Linked DNA regions of Mus musculus: all the other regions are linked to region 3. Evidence: chromatin contacts called from public promoter capture Hi-C data. All regions are on one chromosome and are shown on one strand. The core of a region is the stretch at or near the end of the contact, and the rest is flanking DNA. Distances in the headings are between cores, read along the strand shown.

Region 1 (3,042 bases), core at 516-3,015, 370 kb before region 3:
TCTCTCTCTCTCTCTCTCTCTCTCTCGTGTATGAGGGGGCATCTTTACCTACTTAGCTATCTCATCAAACCCCCCACCTTACCTTCCTCTTCAAATGTAACTAACCTGGCTTTAAATATGAGTCTTGTTATTTCCTCCCCCCAGGTACTGCTCATCTCAGGGAACAAAGGGTGTCATGCCCTCTCTGCTCCACCATCCTCATGGGGACAAGGTATTTGCATCTGCTCCATGTTTCTCCATCTTGCACCTATGCACCTATAGTTTGAGGCAGAGCCAGTCCAGGGGAGCTTTCTCTGGTAGCGTAAGGGCCAGAACCAGGTGACAACCATAGGAATGGAAGGCCATGGAGTTGAGACAACCTGCACTTAATCTGAATGTAGAGTGGTAGGGTCGTCGGCTTTTCCCAGGGGCTGTGCACACCAGTACTCTCTCATTTCCTCAGATTTGGAAGCTGGTGACTAGATACCTCCAGGGAAGTCCCCACACTACCATGACTGTTCCCTCAAGAATCCATACCCAGGCTCCTTCTCCAGAACCAAGTCTGTTCTGACTGACTGAGGGTCTTATCAGGAGAAATGGCTGTGCACACTGGATCTCATTTGCCCCACCCTGATGATCTGTGTACTAAGGCTAAGGCAGAGGTCCTGTCTGAGACTCAACTTGCTCACCTATAAGAAGTAAGGACTGAGAGAGAGATTTCTCAAAAGGGAATCCAGGAATCTAGGACTTGCTGACCAACCAGCTCCAGGTCAATGAGATACTGTGTCAAAAAAAATAAATAAATAAAAAATGACAGCACCTGAGGAACAACACAGGAGGTTGTTCTCTGGCCTAAACACACACACACACACACCACACACCACACCACACACACACACACTTCTCCAGCAGCAATGCATTTCATGTGTGTGAGTTTGTACACTATTTTTTTCAAATAATTTTCTAGATCCATCTGAATGACTTAAAAATCAAGTCACTGCATAATTTCAGTGTCTGCATTTATATCTGAATCCACAATCACCAGCCAGAAACTCTGTCACACAGGAGGCTGAGGCACTGGGCTAAGCTGGCTCTGAGAGAAGGGAAATGACCTCCCAGCTGCTGTGACTAGGGTGTTCCTGCAGCACAAATGGAAGAAAAGCTTATCAATAGACACCCACAATGATCATGTGCCGGGAGGACACTGCTGGAGTCCACCACAGTCTTGGTACCAGCACATGCGTGTTACACAGTGACAAGGTTATTTTGACTTTCTTGATTCTGTGTTTACGTCTGCTTTTCCTAGTTGAAGCAGTACGGAAGCGTGTCAGTAAGAAGTTTTACACCAGCTCTCTGGTGGTGGAGACAGGTGATTGATGGTTGTGGCTTGCTCCCTGCTAGCCTAGCTCCAGGTTCAATGAGAGATGCTGCCTCAAGGGAATATGATGGAGAGTCACAGAATGGGACACCTGACTCCTCCTCTGGCCTTTGCACAGACATGGGCTTGCTTACTGGGTCTCCCCATCTCCAGCTACTATTGCTCTCTCAGAAATCACAGACAGACAGACAGACAGACAGACAGACGGACGCACGCGAGGGCACACACACACACACACACACACACACACACACACGAGGCATATGTGAACTTTTAAAAGGAGAGAGAGAGGCACCAATAATAAGATGCAATACATTTTTTTAAATTTTTAAGTTATTTTTTATGGAATCCAGGACTTGCTGACTAACCAGCTTTGCTGCTTAGAAAGCTCCAGAACTCTTCCGGGGACGGTGCTCAGAGGCACTCAGGATGGTCCAGCGTTTGACATACCGCCGTAGGCTTTCCTACAACACAGCCTCTAACAAAACTAGGCTGTCTCGAACCCCTGGCAACAGGATTGTTTACCTCTACACCAAGAAGGTTGGGAAAGCACCTAAATCCGCATGTGGCGTGTGCCCAGGCAGACTTCGAGGGGTTCGTGCTGTGCGGCCCAAAGTCCTTATGAGACTGTCTAAGACACAGAAGCACGTCAGCAGGGCCTATGGCGGCTCCATGTGTGCCAAGTGTGTCCGTGACAGGATCAAGCGGGCTTTCCTTATTGAGGAGCAGAAAATCGTTGTGAAAGTGTTGAAGGCACAAGCACAGAGTCAGAAAGCAAAATAGATATGCACATTTTTTAAGTAATAAAAATCAAGACTTGATCTAAAAAAAAAAAAAAAAAAAAAAAAAAAAAAAAAAAAAAAAAAAAAAAGAAAGCTCCAGAACAATGAAAGAGCCTGTCTAAAAAAAATAAAATAAAACAGGGCAGAGCCTGCTGAACAGCACCTGAGGTTGTCCTCTGGGACAAGCCTAGATATGACTCAGTAGTAGAGCACCTGCCTAGCATGTGCAAGGTACTAAGTTCAACCCTCAAACCTTCAGGGTCCCCAGACTTCAGAAAATAAAGTCAGACAGGTGGTTTGCCCATGAGCAATGACAGGAGTGTGGTTGGATTGGCCAGCCCCACCTACTTTAAAGCAAGGACTTTGGATGTGTTCTGCTGCCCTCTGCTGGCTGGGAGAATTATTGCCAGGCTTTCCAGTGGATTTGGAAGGCTTCTTTTCCCCAAGGGAGCCAGAGAGTGCTCACCTTTGCTTGCAGGGTTGCTTACACGCTGCTGGGGTCTGAACCAGAGATACTTAAGCTGAATCGGTTTTACAAGCAACATGATCCCTGATGAGGAGTGAGCCTTGGATCAGAGACAATAGGAAGATAAGAGATGAGGGAGAAGTGACCCTCAACAGGTGGCCTAGCAGCCAAGCTCTGCTTTAAATCTTGACACTGCACCTGTTACAAGGCCCCCACACATGCATGTGTTTCAATGCCTGGCCTTTAGAGGGTGGGACTATTAGGAGGTGGGCCGTCTAGGAAAGCACAGCCAGGTTCTCACACAAAGCAAAGACAGGTGAGGGGGACCAGGGATAAAGAAAAGGGGGGCAAAGAGGAGTGGAGACTAGGAGGAGGCTGGAAACCCAAGGGAACCCCACTGGCTCTCCAGAGTAGCTTCAATGAACACTTCACACAGA
Region 2 (3,297 bases), core at 6-2,505, 260 kb before region 3:
GACCAACCTCACCCCTGCTAGCTGGGCTCCCCTGCCAGGGTGCTGCCCGGAACAGTGAGAGCGCACTGGGAACAGGGTTACAAAATGGAGTCACAGAGGGATTCACTGCTGAACAACTGACCTCCTTTCCCAGGTCCTCAGTGTCCACTTAGAGTACAACAGTGAGATTGTTGTAAGACAACGTAACTGAGAAGAGAGTGCTGAGAAAAATGTAGAGATGATTTTCCTGTCCCAGTGACTAGCATGGTGCATCAATAAGCACGGCCTTTTTGGTGACTCTCTTTGGGGGAGAGTTCTGAATTGCATATGTAGAGAGTACTTATTGTGGTTAAAATGGGGCCACTGAGCCGGGCAGTGGTAGCACACACCTTTAATCCCAGCACTTGGGAGGCAGAGGCAGGCAGATTTCTGAGTTTGAGGCCAGCCTGGTCTACAGAGTGAGTTCTAGGACAGCCAGAGCTAAAAGAGAAACCCTGTCTCGAAAAAAAAAAAAAAAAAAAAAAAAAAAAAAAAAAAAAAAAAAAAAAATGGGGCCACTGATACCATGTCCAGGCTGATTTCCAGTGTCGCAGGCAGATAGGCAGTGACTGTAATGACCTTCTCCCTTGCACAAAAGCAAACAGATCCAGGGAACACATGACCACTCACAGTTAGTAGATACAAAGAAGCTACAGCAGACACCAGAGATGCCCTGAAGCACGGGCCCTAGGTTCATTAATTATTACACAGTCAGAATAGGGGCCTGGGGTCACCAGCACTTACAGAAGGGCCATCTGGGAATTGTGCATAGCTAAGTGTGATTAACTCAGTCAACCAGGCTAAACCTGGGTAACAGATCCTCTAAAAAGATTCCATGAGGTCTAGGCCAATTGTCCCTAGAGGCTTAGACCCTGGAGTACAATGTGCTAGAAAATATTATTCTCAGAGTCCAAAATAAGCTTTCCCAATCTTTGTCATCTCTCTCAACTGCTTTAGATACTGGGGTCAGGAACAGAAAGGAAATAAGAACTCATAGCCTTGGCTATGTGGCCACTTCAACCTGGTTCTCAGCTGAGACCCAGAAACCACTGTCTCTGGCTTCAAGGAAGGTTTAGGAGAAAGCTGCTGGTGGGTGGCTCGAAGTTGGCTTTCATCTGTCATGTGCCCCACTCCCAAGATCCAAGTGTCTGCCCACGTGTCTTTGATCTGTGCCTTTCTGGGGGCAAAGGGCTGAACCCTGAGGACTGCGTCACCTGGGTTCCTTTGCTCTTTGGCCTCTGGGTGAGGTTGGCCAAGTGGAAGAGAACGGGGTTGAAGTTGTTAGCCCGTATTTCCAGCAGTGCCTAACTTCTTTGCAGGAGCAGTTGTATGGCACAGCTCAGTGGAAGGAGCCATCTTTCCGAGCACATTGTTCAGGCTTCATCCCCCCCCCCCCCCAGACCTCCCCAGCCTGAGCTGCACCATCAGGCCCCAGGCTGTTTATCGATCCTATTCCTTTTGTGCCTGGTCCTTCCCAAACCCTGCCCACATGCCTGTAAATTGTCTTTTTACTAAATTCTGTCTGACTCTACTCCTTTGAATGTGCTTTCTACTTTCTTATAGACCCTTAGCTAGCACAGGCTACTGCCAGAGCACTTTTTTTTGGCTCTAGGCAAATAATCCCAGAGGTCAAGTTTTAGAGCAGTAGTTAATGATTTATCCAATACACGGAGGCAGACCTAGAGATTCAGAAACGGACAAGGTAAAATTCTTCTGCATCCACCTCAGTTCCTGCCTCTCCTCGGTCTGGAGTGAGACTCTGAGTTGCCGAACATTGGCAGTGCATGGCAGTCCACGTTTACAAGTTTGACTTTGGTTGAAATCAAGTAGAAGATTGCCCAATCCCCGTTGCACTCACTTGCCATTGTTGAATATGACAGTGCAGTTTGGCCAGCAATCATGGTTCACCAGGCCCAGGTTGGGGAAGATGCCCACACCTACTGCCTGTAGCCCTCTCTGGTCACTGAGAGTGAAACCGTTGCAGTTGATCTACCCAGAGGACAAGAGAAAAGATTCAGTCAACAGGCACAGATCGGTACAGATTATCACCCTAGATGTTGAAGAAGTTTGAAAACTAGAGGGCCTCATGAGTCTGGGAAAGGGACAGGTAGGGAGGTGGGGCAGGGTGTTAACAAAGATAGGAGGGGACAATAGGGGTGGAGAGATTATCCGAATATAGTATATGCATGTGTAATTACAAATAGCAAAAATGATCAATCTTTTAAAAGGGAGATTTTCATCCTGAAGACTTGTTTTTCACACATTTCACACGAGATGTGTGCCATGGAAGGAGTCCCATGTTTAACAAAACCACTTTGAAGCTCTCAGTAGTTCCAGCCTAATAAGGACCAAAGACAGGAATGCTGGCTGCTAATGCCATCTGTGTCTCAGCGGTTGTTTTAAGTATCCATCTTGGTTTATCTTTCCATATTCTGGTGTGGTGTGTGTGTGTGTGTGTGTGTGTGTGTGTGTGTGTGTGTGTAAATCAAATAAGAGCAAATACTCTTGATCTAGGAGAGGTGGCACTCACTTGCGTCCCAGTACTTGGGAAGTAGATATAGTAGATTTGGGAATTCAAAGCCAAGTAAGTAGAAAAATGAAGAGAGAAAATATGGTAGGATAAACCAGCATCATTTTAAGTTTCTGTCCTTTCCAGACTTTAAGCCTTCTCTCCTGAGTCTGTTCCAACTGCTTCTGGAAGCTTCCTAGCTGGACAATACCCAGAGTCACCATGGCCTCTCTATTATGAGAAATCTTATTGGAAGGTTCTGGTTTATTTTACTGGGCTCATTTAGGAACCTGACTCTGAGTTCAGAACCAGAAGGGCGGTATGCATTCCTGTTACACCTGGGAAGCAAGAGGACACTCTTCATGCTTCCGGCTGCCTGGGCTAGAGGCCATTGTCATGAAAACAGGAAACATCATCCAGGGGAGCTGGGGCTTCCTTCCATCTGAAAAACTCTATGCTCCCAAAGGGGAAGAGGGGGAGGAGGGAGGAGACGGACTCAGGGGACAGAGCAGGGGTGGTGGAGGGGATGAAAAGCCATACCACACCAAAGATGTGTGAGATATACTGCATGCTGAACTGCTGGCTCTGTGGTGGCCAGTACTGCAAGAACGTGTCCACGTCTACTCGGAGTTCCTTCTGCTCCTCCTCCCCAAAGTGCTCCACGTGGTTCTGTAAGTCATCCACGGACACCAGGCAGCCCTCTGTGAGCCCAGTGCCCTCTCTCTCCACCCGCCACATGATGCGGGCGGCCAGCCTGGGAAGAGAGGGGA
Region 3 (3,142 bases), core at 134-2,633:
CCTTTGTCTACATTTTATGATCCATTCTTTGTTTTCCATGGCTCATTTGCTCCCTGATTGAGGGTCACACTCTCTCCCTAAAAATTTCACCCCTGGTTTAGGGTTGTTCATGCTTTTCCTTGCTGGCTAACATTTCACCTGGAATTCCTACTTGTTTTCCTGATCAAGAAGACTCACACACACGCACACATGCACACACACGCGCGTACACACACACACACACACACACACACACACACAGAAACAGAGAGAGAGAGACAGAGTGGGGGAGAAAGACAGAGAGAGGGAGAAAGACAGAGAGAGAGAGAGAGAGAGAGAGAGAGAGAGAGAGAGAGAGAGAACATGACCCTGCTAGAGTTAAATAAACACGGAACCAGGTACCATACGCTTGCCTGTCAAACTCATTTTATATGAGTTCTTCTGGCTGGCTAAAACACACAGACCTTTGCACCTGGACCTAACCACACCTAACAACTTTTGTCCTGACAACTCAGACCTTCATTGTCTACTTTTTAACCCTCTAGGAGACTAGCCACAACTGGATCACATACTAAAATTCTTTTTGGCCATACCTCCTCCAACACACATGTGAAAATCGCATTCTAAAGCAAAGGTAGAAAAACATCTGTTTTCAGAGTTTCACCTCAAGCACCTCAAGCCAGCTGTGCCACCCCTCCCCCCCACCCCACCCCGAACAAAAAACTAAACAAAAGAAAAACCCAAAAGCATCCGCGGTTGACAGGGACTGGACTTAAAACACAGATTCTGATTTTTACAGATCTTGATGATTTGGGTGGGTGTGGTGGTGCACGGTTTTTTTTTTTTTTTTTTTTTTTTTTTTGGGTTTTCGAGACAGGGTTTCTCTGTGTAGCCCTGGCTGTCCTGGAACTCACTCTGTAGACCAAGCTGGCCTCGAACTCAGAAATCCGCCTGCCTCTGCCTCCCGAGTGCTGGGATTAAAGGCGTGCGCCACCACGCCCGGCGGTGCACGGTTTTAATCCCAGCACTTCCATGCCTGGCAGGCAATCTCTGAATTCTGAGGCCCGCTTGGTGTTCAGAGCGGTTCCAGGCGGGCCAGGACTATTTAATAAGGCAGTGTCTCAAAACAAAACAAAAACCACAAACAAAAACGAACATCTTTTAGCAGCCTTTATTTTTCACGCTCAGCACAAAGGTGCACAGTGTCGCAGGGTCCAATGTCCAATCCTGGGACTGAAATCAGTGACTAAACATCAGCGCATCAGAGGGCTGGGACCGCGAGAGCACAGTAACTCGGAAGGTTTACCCAGCCCAGCCTCCCGCAGCCCCTCTCTCCCCTTGCACCCCGCGGCTTCTAACCCCGCCCCTGCCGAGACCCCGCCCCGATGCCGACGTCAGTTGTTATGTCTTGACTGGGGCCGCGGCTACAGCGGGTCCAGTGCTCTGGGGGCGACGGCCGCGGCCTGCAGAGGCGGCAGGGACGGTGGCCGCGGTTGGCGCGGCGCGTCCGCACGGGGCTGGGCACCGCGCGGCTACGCAGCTGACAGGAAGCCGCCCGGGAGAGCCGCGTTGGGGCCTAGCGTTATTTGCTTTTTCCTCTTTTTTTCCTCCCTTCACGACTGTCGTCTCGCGCTCCTCCTCAGCGGGAGCCGCCGCGACGCCCCCTCGCGGGCCGCGGGGCCTGATAGGCGCCGCCCGCGGGAACCTGGAGCTGCCGCCAGGCCTGGGCGGCCGCCGGGGCCTGAAGCCTGGGCGTTCGGCGCGGCGCTGCGGCGGTCACTCCAACCCGCGCTGGGCGCGCCGGGCCCCGGGCCTGGCCCAGCCGAGTACCGCGCCCTCTGGACCACTCAGTCCGGCCCCAACCGCCCTCCGCTGGCCCGCAGTCCCTCGGAGCTGCCTCCCGGTCACCCCAGGTGGGCTCTTGCCCTCTTCCAGCCGTCCGCAGCTCGATGGGTGGGGTGCGTTTGAACGTCCCCCCTTCTCCCTTTCTCAGCTCCTGACCGCAAGGCCAGAGCCGGGGCTCTCAGTCGCACGCACGCCGCGATCCACCTGCCTCCCCGCGGGGATGGCCCGCCGGTGACCGCCGCGCGCCCTCGCTGCCCTCGCCCAGGCTGCGCTCTGTCGCCCCGCACTCGATCCCCTTCCCTTGTCCACGGCGTCCCGGCTCCTGGCGACGCCAAGAGGGCGAAGATGTGGCTGAAGCTGTTTTTCTTGCTCCTGTATTTCCTGGTCCTGTTCGTCCTGGCCAGGTTTTTTGAGGCCATTGTGTGGTACGAGACTGGCATCTTTGCTACTCAGCTGGTGGATCCGGTGGCATTGAGCTTCAAGAAGCTGAAGACCATTCTGGAGTGTCGAGGGCTGGGCTACTCCGGGCTGCCGGAGAAGAAAGATGTTCGGGAGCTGGTGGAGAAGTCAGGCAAGTGCTGGGCTCCTGGAGGTCGCCTCCACTGTCCTGGCTCTTACCCACTCCCCAGAATTAGGCGGTCCCCAGAATGGTTAAACAGACTGCTCCAGAGAGCTGCCCAGGTCATCTTTGTCTACGTTTTCTAAATAAATATGTAAATCTCGGTTTGGAAAAGACAACTGTTAGGTGTATTGGTGTGTTCCAAAGGCTCTTTGGAAATGACAGTTTGAAAGTGTAGCTTTAAAAAAAAATCATTAAATTGAATCATTTGTCCCAGAATTCAGGAACGTCAGTTGAAATTGATTATAGAGAAAGGAAAAATTACAAAACATAGTCTGTAAATAGCAGCATCTGCATCCACAATAAAAACAAGCTACCAGGAGGGTAAAACATCATTAAAATAATAACAAAAGGCACGTGGACCTAAAGATTTACGTGTAAATTATGCATTTAATTATAGGTAAGGTGTACACAGTGCAATATTGCTTTTTATACTTTAGTGAACATTTTGTGTGGCTGTTGGCCTTGTTTAGAGTAAATATTTTCTTGCAGATTATACATTTTATTTTTGAATCTTGACTTACCTTTCTTGTCATGTGTCACAGGCATCTCTGCGTCACTTAATGGGTTGAGGAAAAGACTTGAAATAGTGCTGAAAGAATATTTAATGTAGCCGTTGATTTGGGGTAGGATTGGGTGGGGAAATACAGTTAACTTTAAAGTGTCTCCTTGTTTAGATAGTTTTCCTGAAAGAGGAAT

Evidence for each region. Promoter capture Hi-C pulls out the DNA fragments that hold promoters and counts their contacts.
Region 1: a contact with region 3 is called in a promoter capture Hi-C map of 3T3-L1-derived adipocytes, with 4 times the contacts expected there. The contact joins the promoter of Rpl34-ps1 here to the promoter of Rnf103 in region 3. A contact is called at or near these places in 5 of 39 promoter capture datasets (the 3T3-L1 cell line, 3T3-L1-derived adipocytes, cranial neural crest and 2 more) and 1 of 115 datasets of contacts at active chromatin or transcription factors (bone marrow-derived macrophages).
Region 2: a promoter capture Hi-C map of liver shows a contact between it and region 3, with 2.1 times the contacts expected there. The contact joins the enhancer-like site here to the promoter of Rnf103 in region 3. A contact is called at or near these places in 2 of 39 promoter capture datasets (3T3-L1-derived adipocytes and liver), 1 of 484 Hi-C or Micro-C datasets (liver), 2 of 115 datasets of contacts at active chromatin or transcription factors (both in bone marrow-derived macrophages) and 1 of 9 other capture datasets (pancreatic islet).

Annotation. Positions count from the first base shown.
Region 1 is chr6:71,122,824-71,125,865 of GRCm38.p6, forward strand. It overlaps Rpl34-ps1 (ribosomal protein L34, pseudogene 1), which reads left to right and starts at 1,766. Exons shown (of 1, transcript NM_001199350.1): 1 at 1,766-2,178. The coding sequence starts at 1,787. The coding sequence ends at 2,140.
Region 2 is chr6:71,235,481-71,238,777 of GRCm38.p6, forward strand. Smyd1 (SET and MYND domain containing 1) reads right to left here. Exons shown (of 10, transcript NM_001160127.1): 3 at 3,068-3,281; 4 at 1,877-2,007. Among named protein-coding and RNA genes, the nearest start is that of Smyd1, 25 kb to the right of the region's middle. Within about 2 kb of position 1,256, at least 23 of the 459 cell types and tissues checked have an H3K27ac peak or open chromatin away from gene starts, as enhancers often do. A contact at or near this core is called in bone marrow-derived macrophages and liver, where this site is marked.
Region 3 is chr6:71,492,494-71,495,635 of GRCm38.p6, forward strand. It overlaps Rnf103 (ring finger protein 103), which reads left to right and starts at 1,384. Exons shown (of 4, transcript NM_009543.3): 1 at 1,384-2,395. The coding sequence starts at 2,170.